Linked DNA regions of Hordeum vulgare: region 1 is linked to region 2. Evidence: chromatin contacts called from public Hi-C data. All regions are on one chromosome and are shown on one strand. Each heading gives the region's core, a stretch centred on a gene start, on an enhancer-like site or on the middle of the called end of the contact. The rest is flanking DNA. Distances are from core to core; before and after follow the strand shown. Region 1 holds the start of LOC123429715. Region 2 has its middle 230 kb from the start of LOC123429715.

Region 1 (6,606 bases), core at 4,038-6,537, 220 kb after region 2:
GCCATTTGTTGGATAGCGACAGTGTTGGCTTGGCGTTCCTCCCGGAGAACTTGGAGAAATTGCGCCATGGTCATATTCTTCGGTGGAAATGGTGGCGAGGGAGTGTCGCCTTTTGGTTGCTCCTGGTGATCTCCAGCCTAAGCAGACCCACTAGCCTCCGGCTGTGGGCTAGAGTTGTCGGCGCTGGGGTTGCCAAAAGTGTTGATGCGGGTTGCAGTCACCATCCTGTTTGGAGTAGACAAGTCAAACAACTATAATAGTCAAGAAGGAATAGAAACAAGAGGAAACGCTCCTAAGGGGGTTGGTATAGTGCAAGTGTGGTAAAACAAAGGACGAAAGACCAAACATATAACATCAAGATAAGATAAATGATATAGTCGCTTACATGTTGCCTAAGTTAAAAGCGCGAATTGCAACGAAACACAAATAACAAAACAAACAACAAGCACACATGGTTTCAAATGAACCATTACAAAAACTCGACTTCGCATGAGGGATACAAGACACATCCTACCCTAGGGGGTTCTCAGACTCAAGTGGTGGAGTGCTCGGTCTCGTACTCATGCTCCTCAATGTCTTCCTCCTGGTCATCATGTGTATGGGCATCATCTCTGGTTGAGGGGGTCGGAGGACGAGGAGGTCCATCCCGACGACGCTTCGCTGATGGGTCGGTGAAGAGCGCATGATACTCCATCGCACTCATGATGACATGTGGGTGCATCTCTAGCTAGGGGTATTGCTCCTCTGTAAGCGATAGTTGGTCATCTCTCAGGGGCTCCATCCTTCTTGATCATGTCTCACTTCGTCTTGACTAGCCAAAGTAGCTCGTGGGTTTGCTGAATTTCCGTGCGGAGCTTCACAGACTCCTTAATTAGGTTGTGATCTAGACTGTCGGTAGAGAGGCTGAAGTAGGTCTGGAACCTGAGTGGTGTTCCATCCTCCTTGGATGGAACCAACGTCCTACTCTTTTCAATATCATCCTTCCTGAAAGGAAGGTGGCGAGTAGACGTCTCGTCAGCCATCTTTGGGATGATGTCTCGAAGGTGGATGTGTGCCTTCCGTGCAGCGGTCTCGACTGCTAATGCCAATGTCTCCATCTATGGTCCTTCAAAGAACCATCTTGTTGGAGAGTCGTTTGCCTTCATGACCACATCAGTGACATCGACCCAATGCTCGTGGTAAAGGAAAATGGGTGATCGGTGAAACTGGCACTTCTCCAGGCTATCCTCAAGGAGTAAGGAAGCCAGATGCTATGAGTTCCTCGGGTACGATGGCCATCTAAAAGGATTAAGGGGAGGGGTGTGAGTAAAGTTTGAAAGTAGAGTAGAAGAGGTATGAAATGCAGAAACACCTAAGTATTGGTACTAGGAATATTTTTTTGAAAGGGTTCTTATCCTAACTAACGTCCATGCTAACTAAGGCTTCCTACAGTCAGGATAGCTCTGATACGAGCTGTGTGGGGACCGTGACTCATAAGTCATGATCACCGAATGGATGTGTATAGAGATCCCGGAGGTCAATACATACCATGTAATACAAATAAATATCATTTAGGTCAGGCCTTACATAGATAGGGCCTCTAAGGCCAACACACCAAACATAACTAGCAGCGGAAATCTTGAACGAAAGCGTGAACTCATGCCGTCTGCCTTAACCCTACAAGCATTCTGAGTGGGAAGCGTCCTAGTTCGCATGTTCGTCTCCAATGAACTCTTCATCATACTCATATTCTTCCACGCACGACCAATTAAATAACTAGTGGCAAGCCAACGAGTACTTTGAATGTACTCGCAAGACACCCATGTTTGGAACAAGGCAATAACAATGCATGATGTGGCCCTAAGTAGGTAAATTGCGGAAAGCTAGTTTTGAGTACAATGATAGGATCAATCAACTTGTAAATGCATGCATCATGAGTTTACAGATATCCATATGAACAGGTTACAGATATCATTATGTTAGGGGTTGAACATCTCATGTTCACTCGTCATGTCAAGTCATCTGACTTAGCTAAAGTATCATCTTTCTCTCTCACGCACACATAGTCCAAGTTTGTGAAAACATTTGGACATAGTCTAAACAGGACCACCAACTGTCCATGACCATGGACACGGCTATTTTAATAATTTTACACTCTGCATAGGTTGCAAAGTTTACCCACGGGACTCGGGAAACTTCCGTGTCAATCCACGACTTGTGGTATTTTCCATACCCAAGGTAATTACCCGAACATTGCCTTTCTCGTGATGATACTAATAAAGAGTCTACTCGTTGGTGCCATCCCTCGTGATGTACATCACAAGTATCATCCACGAGGGCACGCAATAGTGTGCCCAATGTCTTTGAAAGCAGCCCATGGTCGTCCTTTCCGGCATGACCCCGTATCGAGAGTGACCATGTCACTCCCGACACTAGTAGTGTCGGCTCTGTGCTACTACCGACCAAGGTAATCAGCAAAGCCCCATACCATATGGGGTATCGTGGTTGCGCATGTATGGTTGGGATGGTGAGCCCATCTTACATCTAATCCATTTCCGAAAACACACACGCATCTTGCCTCGGTACGCCACTTCTTTCTCAAATGGTTACCTAACTCATTGCCATGTCCCTCGACCATTAGTGGCACCCGGCGGGGTTTTCAAAAAGTCTTTGAAAACACCGTTGTTTCCAACACATGCATAATCCCATTCCAATGGTGTAGCAACTACGTAGCATCATATCCACTTCCCACCCACACAACCCTCATAGGATGGTAGGATCATGCTCAGTGCAAGTATCAACGAGGAAATATCGGAGACAACCCACCAAGGTGGTCACCAATTCAATCATGATTCAGATGCAGCGAAATAAAGTGCCATATGACATGCATAAAAGGGGTTTCATAGTCATGGTCAAAGGGTTGGTTGCCTCGCTCAACAAGGTCTTCAAAGTCCTCAAAATCTTCTCATCCAACTCCCTCGTCAACAACGCAATCTATTGTCGCAATTATAATGGACAAAATAAGACCACGACAAAAACAAGAAAATATAACACCCAGAAAAATGTCAACTCATTTTTGTAAAATACTAGGGTGAATATTAGCATTGTGAAAATTATTAGTTTTTAGTTTTGAATTATAGAAAGTGGTGAAATGCATTTTAACACACAGAAAAAATACTTAAAACAAGGTTTTTAAATAAAAGAGTGTGTAGAACCATCTTCAAAAATTGCACAAGTGGCATAATCAAATAGGTGGTGGTGGTGGTGACTAATCCAGCAGGGCTTCGCCTAAGCACCGCCGAATTAGACTAGAGGAGAAACAAATCTAGAGGGAGAGAGAGGCAGCCGTGGCTGATTTCTGTGTGTCAAAAAACCCTCAATACCTCTAGTATATATAGGAGGAGGGGAGAGGAGGCAGCCTTGGCCCCTACTCCAAGGAGAAGGGGTCGGCCGAACCCTATAAGGAAGAGTCCACCTTCCCACAAGGGAAGTGGACTACTTTGGGAGGACTCCTCCTTCCTTTCCTTTTAAAGGACTTTTGTCTTTTATCTCCACTCCTAGCCGCATGGACTTTTGAGAGAGACTTCGTCCAGCCCACCAGGGGCTGGTCCACCTCCTCTCACATCCCATGAAGCCCTTGGGTCGTCACACCCCTCCCGGTGGTCCCTCGGTACCCTCTCGGCACTCCCGGTACACTATCGATGAGCCCGAAACCTTTCCGGTGACCAAAATAGGACTTCCTATATATCAATCTTTACCTTCGGACCATTTCGAAGGTCCTCGTGACATCCAGGATCTCATCCGGGACTCCAAAAAACCTTTGGTCACCAACACCTATAACTCAACTATACAGAAACGTCACTGAACCTTAAGTGTGCAGACCCTGCGGGTTCGAGAACTATGCAGACATGACCTGAGACACTCCCCGGTCAATAACCAATAGCGGGACCAGGGTGCACATATTGGCTCCTACATATTCTACGAAGATCTCTATTGGTTGAACCTCTATGTCAAGGATTCAATTAATCTCGTATTATGTTCCCTTTGTCTTTCGATATGTTACTTGCCCGAGATTCGATCGCCGGTATCTCCATACCTAGTTCAATCTCGTTATCGGCAAGTCTTTTTACTTGTTCCGTAATGCAATATCTCATGACTAACTACTTAGTCACATTGCTTGCAAGGTTTGTTGTGATGTTGTATTACCGAGTGGGCCCCGAGATACCTCTCCGTCACACGAAGTGAGAAATCCCAGTCTTGATCCATGCCAACCCAACAGACACCTTCACAGATACCTATTTAGCACCTTTGTAGTCATCTAGTAACGTTGCGACGTTTGATACACACAAGGTATTCCTCCGGTATCCGAGAGTTGCATGATATCATGGTCATAGGAACAGATACATTGACATGCAGAAAACAGTAGCAATAAATTGACACGATCATATGCTACGTTTATAATTTGGGTCTTGTCCATCACATCATTCTCCTAATGATATGGTCCCGTTATCAAGTGACAACACTTATCTATGACCAGGAAACCTTGACCATTTTTTATCAACGAGCTAGTCAACTAGAGGCTTACTAGGGACAGTGTGTTGTCTATGTATCCACACATGTATTTGAGTTTCCAATCAATACAGTTATATCATGAATAATAAACGATTATCATGAATAAGGAAATATAATAATAACCAATTTATTATTGCCTCTAGGGCATATTTCCAACAGTGTGATCACGCACAACATGATCGTCGAGGATGAGGGTGGCGATGTTCCCATAACTCTGGAATTTGAGAACATGGGTGATCTAACAACTTCCGAAACAGAATTCAGCCACATTTGAAGAGTTTGTTTAAATGCATCAACAAATTCGACATCGATCAACTCACGAACAACTGAAGGAAAAATCTGATTGAGCATGAGTGGACGGTGAAAGGGACAACAATGTTAGAATATAATATTTTAACTTTTTAAAATTTATACTAGTGTTGCATGCGGCTATTTGAACGTATGTACCATATGCATGCGGCTATTTGGCTATTTGAACGTATGTACCATATGCATGCGGCTATTTGATCGTGCTGAGTTGAAAAAAAATGAAAAAGGCCGAATGTATGCAGCTATGGTTAAAATGGCGTTCTTACGCATTCGTGTGCGTGGACTGATTATCTATCAACGGACGGGTGCGGAAGAAAATTTGCGGATTAACGTTGAAGATGCCGTAAGTAGGTATGTGGAATGGGTGTTCTCTAAAAAAAGAAGATTTTGAAAGGTGAGCAATTTGCTAAAATGTTCAAAACTCGAGGTTGTAAATGCAACAACAGAAGTCCACTGTTAGTTGCGCGGTACATGGAGATATATCGGGGACGTCCCCCTGGACATGGGAAAACTGCGTTCCATAGCTACCGACTGCCTTGCCACTGCCGCTCCATTTCCACTTGCCAATTTGACAGATCAAACCCAGTCTTTAAGCTTCTCTCGGACACACACCACGGTCGGCTCACAGTCGGGACCAAGAACCATCGATGGACGACAAGCCTTCCTTGGCGCCGAAGCCCAAAACCAAGGCCACCGTGGTGGCGGCTGCCTCGCCAGCGCCGGCAAGGACGACGCCGGCACTGAAGAAGCCACCCCTCGCGCCCCCGCCTCAGATGATCCCGCTAAAGCCGCCGCCGGCGCACCATTACCGACAGCAGCGCGGCGGCGGGGCGCCGCGGAAGCGGCATCGCAGCGGCAGCGGGTGCTCCGGCCGCCGCGTGTGCTGCCTCGCAACCGGGTTCTTCCTGCTCGCGCTCTGCCTCGCGGTCGCCGCGGCCTGCCTGGCGTACCTCTGCTACCACCCGCGGCCGCCGTCGTTCCACCTCCAGCCGGTGTCGACGACGCGGTTCCGCGTCGGCAACTCCACCGAGGTGTCGGCCATGGACGTCACGGCGGCCGTGAAGGTGGTGTCCTGGAACCCCAACGACAAGATCGCCTTCGAGTACGGCGACGGCGAGGGCCGCGTCTACCTAGCCGACAGTGACGGAGACATCACGCTGGGGTGGGCGCCCGTGGGAGGCTTCGAGCACGGCGCCCGGAGGGTGGCGGTCGTCGGGTTCGTGGCGGCCGCGAAGGGGGTTGTGGTCGACGAGGCGGTGGCGGCCCGCGTGCGCGACGGGTACCGGCGGCGGCGGCTCGCGTTCAAGGTTGTCGTGGACACCCACATCCGCGTCCGGGTCGGGGCCGTGCGCACCGGCATGGTGCCCGTGAGGCTGTCCTGCGACGACGGCGTTATGGCGCCGCGCGGCGTCTCCGCCGGGAGCCCAATGAGCAGATGCCAGGTGTACCTACTCAGAATGACATGGTAAGCTGATCGTTCTTCTATTTCATACTCCCTCCGTTTCAAAATAAATGTGTTGAGGTTACTGTTAGTCCGTTCTTTTTAAGATAAAAGAACATAAGCCTTTTTCTTTTTATTACTAACTTTTTATTAAATTTAATATAAAGTTGAGATACTTATTTTGGGACGTCCGTTTGTTGCCTTACGCTTGCAAGAACTATTCCCAAGATTTGCCTTCTAAAAATTTGCATGAATGGATATATGACTTTGATAAGCAGAGCTTTCAACTAGGATATCATCAGAAC
Region 2 (7,104 bases), core at 3,458-5,957:
TTCTTCAAAAACGTTGATTTTTGCTTTCAAAATCAATGATTTTTTATTATTTGATAATATATTTCAAAAAACAAAGAACCTTTTTTTGAAATCCGTTGAAGTTTACATTTTTGATGAATTTTTAGAAAATTTGCTGAACTTTTTTCAAATCGATGAACTTTTTTCAGATTCGATGAATTTTTTCAAATTATGATGAACTTTTGTCAAATTTGATAAGCTTATTTTAAAAACCGATGAACTTTCTTTTGAAATCCGCTGAAGTTTATGCAAATTTTGTGAACAATTTTAAAAATTGATGAACTTTTTTATGAGTTTGATGAAACTTTTAAAAACTCATGAACTTTTTTAACAATTGGTGAACTTTTTGTATCTTGTGAACTTTTTCAAATTTGTTAACTTTTTTCAAACTCTTTTTTTTTTCTTAAATTAGTGATCTTTTTAAAAATTTGTGAAATTTTCTTGTCAAATTAGCGAATTTTCAATATTCATGATTTTTTCAAATACGCGAGGCTTTTAAAATAAAAAAAGTTCGTGAACTTTTAAAAAATCTATGGACTCCCATTTTTTGGAACAACACGGCTAGAGTGTTCTTAACGATTTTCGAGGTTCTATTGATTACTATTAGCTTTTAGTTCTAGTGGTTAGCACAGTAGAGGTAGGAAAGAAAGGACCTGAGTTCGAATCTTTGGAGCGGTAATGCTTTTTTTCTGTTGGGTGTTGCGCGTTGTGGACCGGCCCATTAGGGAGATGCAGCGAGCGCTGTTCTGACGCTAACGGATGTCACATAGGGTTTGCCCGCGTGGCGCTCGCTTGGTTCGCTCTAGGTCGGTTGAAGCGAACTCGCGCTCGTTCGAGTAGATCCCAACCCAAAAAAAGGTTTGATCTATTGGCTCGACATGTCTCCCTCGTTGACCTTTTCAAAAATTTCATTCGTTCAAAAAAAATATGATTTCATAAAAATCCATTATTTCAAATAAGTTCACGAATTGGGGAAAAAAGTTTACGAATTTGCAAAAAAAAATCAAGAAATAAAAAAATCATGCATTTGAGATACCAATTTCAGAAAATTGACAAAAGGGTTCACCAATTTGCAATAAAGTTCAATAAATTTTAAAAAGTTAACGAGCTTAAGAATAGTTCCACAAAATGAAAAAAAATCAAGAATTTGGAAAAGAATATCATAAGACCAAAAAAATCACGGATTTGAAAAAACAAATCATGAATTTTCTAAACGTTCAAAATAAATAAAATTTAAAACGATAGATAAAATGGAAAACTGAAAATAAAACGAAAACATGAAATGAAAAAGAGTGAAGAACAAGAAAAACGAGGTAAAAAAATCACGCTATAAAACCGAGCGAATTGTACAGATATGATGAAGAAAAACTTACACTTCTGACCATTTTTGTAACAGCCCAAGCTAAAACACCTAGACTTGTCACAAAAAAGGGAAAAAGACTAAAGCCCCTAGACCTTTTGCTATATTTGTAATATATTCGTTAGGCTCGGCATCCTCTCCTGATAAGTTTTCCTTCACCCTTAGACTCATGTGGCTTTGGTTTGCTTGGACGAAACCGGCTAAGCCTTGGGTTGGGCTTGGATTCCCTTTAATGAGTGATACAAAGATCTTTTTGCTGGAACCACAATCGTCTTAATCGAAACAATACAAAGTTATCCTTTTTCTCGGAGTCCCCCCCCCCCCCCCAAAGATTTTTGAGTGCTCCAAGAAGAAAAAAAATCCTCGGTTCAAACGACCTTGGATAACAACTTCTCGGTGAGTCAGATTAACACCTAAGAGGGCCTCACCTTAAAAAGATCCAACAATTTGTGTATCTTTGGGACAAGCTTACCTCCATTCAGTTAGTCTCACACATTGTTGTTACGATCACGTAGAGTTTCACCTTGGATAGTGTGTATTCCACGTCCTTGTGCTACAAAGCACAATTTGAGGGTCACACCACTTCGACCATGTACGTGTATGTTTGGAAAGTTTGGGCGTTACGAGAAATGTAAACTCTTTGCTTGGCTTGTGATCCAAAATAGAGTTTGGACGGTTGATAGGCTTGAGTGTCGAGGAAGGCCCAACCGTATCATTTGTACCATTTGTAAGCAAACCCAGGAGACTTCGACGCATCACCTGTGCCACTGTCGCTTCTTGGTGAGGGTTCTACGTGACATCTTGGATTGGCTTGGCCTCTTCGGCGTCAAACCCCGGGAATGGGGCTTGAGGGGTAACGTCAATGAGTGGTGGATCAATGTCACCTAAGCCAAGGCCACTATAAGAAGTCCATGTCAACCATGTCGATGTTCATCTCATGGGAGCTTTAGAGGAGCGCAAGGTGAGGGTCTTCTACAACAACATGACTCCTTCATCGGTCTTGGTGTGCATCATGAAAGAGGAAATTAGTTTGTGGGTGCTCGTGGGCTGCTAAGTATTTGGGCTTTGTAATATCGCGAGAATGATGACCTTTCTTCTTGCCCTTTGTCAGGCTTTGATACAAATCTTCCCTCTTAATTAATGAAATGGCGAGCATTTTGTCTCGTTTTAGGAAAATCATCGATGCATGTGTGTTATGTGCCTATGTGTTGGTCGACGTTGTATGTATTTGTCTTGTCGACGAAGAATCTTAGGGTCTTATTTCTTTGCGTGTGGATCGGACTAGACTATATACTCGATAGGGGAGAAGATTTATGTCACGCAAGTGGGGGGGGGGCACCGAGTCCCTCGCACGTGCTTTTTCTTCGTGCATTTGATTTCCAATCATTCATACCTTCTGAATGAGAAGTCCAAACAAAGTGTTGTTTTCATATTCGTGTTTTTGTGATGAGGACTTTCTAATAAGATGCATTTTGAATAGATTTAGATGAGCTTCTGAAAAATAGATGTTAAGTTTGGATTCTTAAAATTTAGTACAAAATGATGAGTTTCAACAATTAAAACTTAGGCCTTATCGTGTCTGTGTGGGGATACAAGTACTTCATGAATCGCGAGGCAATTGAGCAGTTCGATGCGGCTTAACATATGCGTGCCTTCACATCCGTGTGCTTTCTAGTCAATTGCGTGAAACTATCACATTTGTGGATAGGTTTGCTGAAAACAAGCAACTCATTAATCCGTTGCAAAAAACATCGCAATCTGAGTTAAGTTGTTGCAAAAGGCATTGATCGGATGATTTGGTCCGTTTAATCACTTTATTACAAGTGGGGCCAGATTGTAAAGAGTTGACTTAGCAAAAAAATAACACACACACACACCCTTGGATCCAAAAAACCAAAAGCAATCAACCCCCCCACCGTGCCCTCACATGCACACCGTGGACAATCCCTACTACCAACGCAACTCAGTTGGCGCAGCGACGCATTGGCACCGTTGTCGTCGTCGTTGCTTGCGAGGAAGATGTGGTCATCGCCGTGTGAGCCTTTGAAAGAGTGCACGGTGAAGAACGCCCGAAGCAGGGCCGCAACCGCCTCCATTTAGCACCCGTAGAGCGCCTCTTGTGGCAGCCTTGAGCGCTGCCACGACGCCCTCGGCCTTGCGGCCAGTGAGATAGAAGACGACGAGCGAGCGCCTCCCTTCTCCCGCACATGCCGACGGTGAAGTCCATCGAGGACGCGTGCGTGGGCGCCGACCGCCTCCTCGTCCTTCCCCGCGGCCGTAGCCCTTTCCGTCGCCGACGAGGGCGACACCATGCCGGACAGGCGACAGGGCCACGGTGCGGCATCCCGGCCCGGGCGCCATCGTGCTGGACGGATGGCAGCAGCACGGCGACGACATGGAGTTGTGAGGGACGGGTGTTCCACGGGGAGAGTGTTGATTGCTTTTGTTTTTAAAATCTAGGGGTGTGTGCATTTTTTTTGCTAAGGCCCTCTTCGTAACCACTCAGATTATATTATCCAATTTTTATAATCTATTATGTATCCAAACAAGATAGATTATGTTATAAATTATAAAAACTAGATGGACAAATTAATAAGAACTCACAATCTACTCTACTCAACGAAAATCAGATTATGAATTGTCAATGACCCATTACCCTTGTAAAGTTGGAGATAATTACATTTCTACCACCACCACCCTCCTATTTTAAAAAATAGAGGACATACAGGTCATTATGCAATGTAAAATCTGAATTACAGTTTATATAACCTGACCTCCAAACGTGTTCACCTAGATTATTTTTATAAATCAAATTATATAATATATCTTCATAATCCAGATCATCATAATTTATTGGTATTCCAAACGGGCCCTAAGTCAATTGCTTACAATATTGTCTCACTTATAAGAAAGTGATTAAACGGGTCAACTCACCGACCAGTGCTTTTTTTAACGACTTAACGGAGATTGTGGTGTTTTTACAAATCTAATCACAAATGTGATAGTTTCTTGTAATTGACTCCGTAGTTTCGTACTCGGAAGTTGACCAATCCGGTCTTGTTTGCAGGATCATGTTCACCCCTGGCTCGCATTGCCGATGGATGACTGCAACTGTATTCCCGGGCAGTCCAGGTGACATTGGACGCCAGCAAGCGCCACGAGACAAGGACCCTGCAACGGACGAGACACGACGGGAATCGGTACGCGCGGCGCGGTAGCTGGCTGCTACGCGGTCGCCGTCCGCCGGGCGCGCGGCTCCTGCAGGCACCAGGCAGACACAGCGCCGCGACGGCCGACGCCCCAACCACGCCGTAACAGCGAGACGCCATCCTCTCCGTGCCCAAACAGCCGACTCTTTCTCCGTAAAGATTTCTTGCGGCGTTGCGTTGGGTTGGGTGTGCGGGTGCCGCGCCGGTCTCTGTCCCGCCGGATTCGATCATTCTTTCCTTGTCTGTCGGTGCACAACTTCTCCGTTGCTCGTCACAGAGCGTCGCCAAAGATGCCGGGTAAATCGTGATTAGCATATGATAGTTGGCACGTCATTTTGGTTAGGACCCGAGAGATCTGGTTGTTGCATGCAGCGGGCGTGGTGTGGATGTATGTGTGATGGGCTTGAGTAGTACTGTACATATGCATGAACGACTGGCAAATGCTCCCCCTCGCCCCTAAATAGCAGCGCACAGCTTGCAACATGTGCATCCCCTGCCCTCCCACGAATACAATCGAATGTCCAGCTGGCTACACAAAAACACCTGGCCGAACAAATGATGATTAAGTCCGGCGCAAAGATACAAAAAGAGGTGGATATATTGGCGGGACACGGCATGAGACGGAGAACATGGAGTCCGGAATCGTGCGTGTCGCTTTTGGCAAGGGCTAGACAGATTATCTTTTTGAAGCTTCTTCTTTTCTGGGACCCTGCCTCGCTTTCCTTCTCAAATCATGGCCAACCACTATTAGTATGGACCGGGGGCGTTTGATGGCATGGCGACAACACTGCACGCGGGTACGTAGGCGGCTACCCATGGCCGGTCAGCCCAACTCCAACTCACGATCTTAAATGATTCGTTTCGTCCGTTTAAGGATGATGATGAAATTGCATTTGCCTGGATTTATGAATATATTTATGAATATGACGACCACGCACGGATGTATTTACATTCATACACATTCTTTGTAACAGATCTTTTTATTGTTATCGTTGATTTTTTATACATATGGTTTGTTTCGTTTGTTTGAAGATGGTAATAAATCCGTGTTCGTCTGGATTTATAAATATGGCGATCGTGCGTCTAACGTGCGGATGCATTTAAGTCGCATTTGATTCGCACACAATTTTTATATCAAATCTTTATATTTTCGTTGTTGATTTTTATATACATTGGAATACATATCAAATTTTGACTAGAATTAAAGAAAACAAGAACTAAAAAAACATTTTAAAACATATCCAACTTTCATAACTACTGCTATAAGTTGGATTAGTGCCTTCTCGGTTCATTTATTGTTGATCTTAAATGTTTTTTTCTTTGAGTCTAAAAAATTAGATGTTGTTTCATCACATTTAGTCTGATCTTTAGCCTCTATTCTAGCAAAAAGTGCACGAACATCTAATAAATTGTGTGTTATTAATAGATCGATGTATTCTTATTTTCAAATTAAAATTTGCATCTAGCCTACACAATAAATATTTGAGTGTAAGCAAAATGAGCCAAATCGAGAAGCACAACAGAAGGTAAACTAGCACATACATCATCATTATTACACTTGATAAACACCCATTCGGGATGTTCCGGCGTTGTAGACACGCGGTGCAAGACCTTCAATGGACAGTCATCGCACTTTATGAACGACATTGGTGCGCCGACGAGCATTTGGGCCAGCATCGAGCCCGGACGACGACACTTGGTGTATTTGTTGGCGAACCGGCAACGGAGTAGATCCAAGCAGCTAGAGGCGGATTCAGTACCCGCATGTAGCCTGAAGGCGTTGCGAGAGCTGTGCGGGCCAGTACCCGACTAGTCCATGGCACGGCAAGGCCTCCGACGGCCGCAAGGAGCTAAAATCCGGCCGGATCCACTCCTAATCCGACCGCAGAATCCGCTGAAATCTGGCGGCTGGAGTTGGACATCTCGGGGCGTCGGTGGAGGAGCTGCGACTAGGGTGGGGCAGGGGCTCACCAGTCGTGTTGGACAACACACGACCGAGAAAAATGACAATAGCGATGGCTAGGGCGAGAGGGGATTGGGGCGGGGGTGCGACTGGAGGGGGGGGGGGTAGAAAAAGAGCCGCACGTGTCTCCAATGGGCGGGCCAGGAAGGATATGGGCACGCGCCACATGTCGTTCGCGCATGTCCGTTCGACCGCAAACGCAGTCCAAAGTTGGATCGGGAATGGATTTAAAACGGACCACAAACGAATATTGGTCTGTTTGCTCCCGTGCGTTCGACGGCCTGTTCAGTCCGTTTATCCTCAAGCGAACGCGGGCGGACAGAACGGGGTTGCCCGTTGGAGTTGTCCTTAGAGTTTTACAAGAACCAGACATCTATGGCACGCAGGCGAACCTCGGTCCTTACCAAGATTGACCACATGTTCCACTCCGACGATTGGGACATGCTCTTCCCCAACGCGCACCTTCAGGCTATCACTACAGCTTGCTCGGATCATGCTCCGTTATACCTTCAGGGGTGCGTCGGCAACTCGAGAAAGCCTTCCTTTAAATTCGA

The links. Hi-C and Micro-C count contacts between places; a contact is called where the count stands out from the background.
Region 1: a Hi-C map of leaf shows a contact between it and region 2, with 4 times the contacts expected there. The contact joins the promoter of LOC123429715 here to the enhancer-like site in region 2. A contact is called at or near these places in 5 of 6 Hi-C or Micro-C datasets (leaf and seedling).

What each region holds. Positions count from the first base shown.
Region 1 is chr1H:241,421,483-241,428,088 of MorexV3_pseudomolecules_assembly, forward strand. It overlaps LOC123429715, which reads left to right and starts at 5,288. Exons shown (of 2, transcript XM_045113726.1): 1 at 5,288-6,325. The coding sequence starts at 5,508.
Region 2 is chr1H:241,197,219-241,204,322 of MorexV3_pseudomolecules_assembly, forward strand. No RefSeq gene overlaps it. Among protein-coding and RNA genes, the nearest start is that of LOC123429715, 230 kb to the right of the region's middle. Within about 2 kb of position 4,708, at least 2 of the 3 cell types and tissues checked have open chromatin away from gene starts, as enhancers often do. A contact at or near this core is called in leaf, where this site is marked.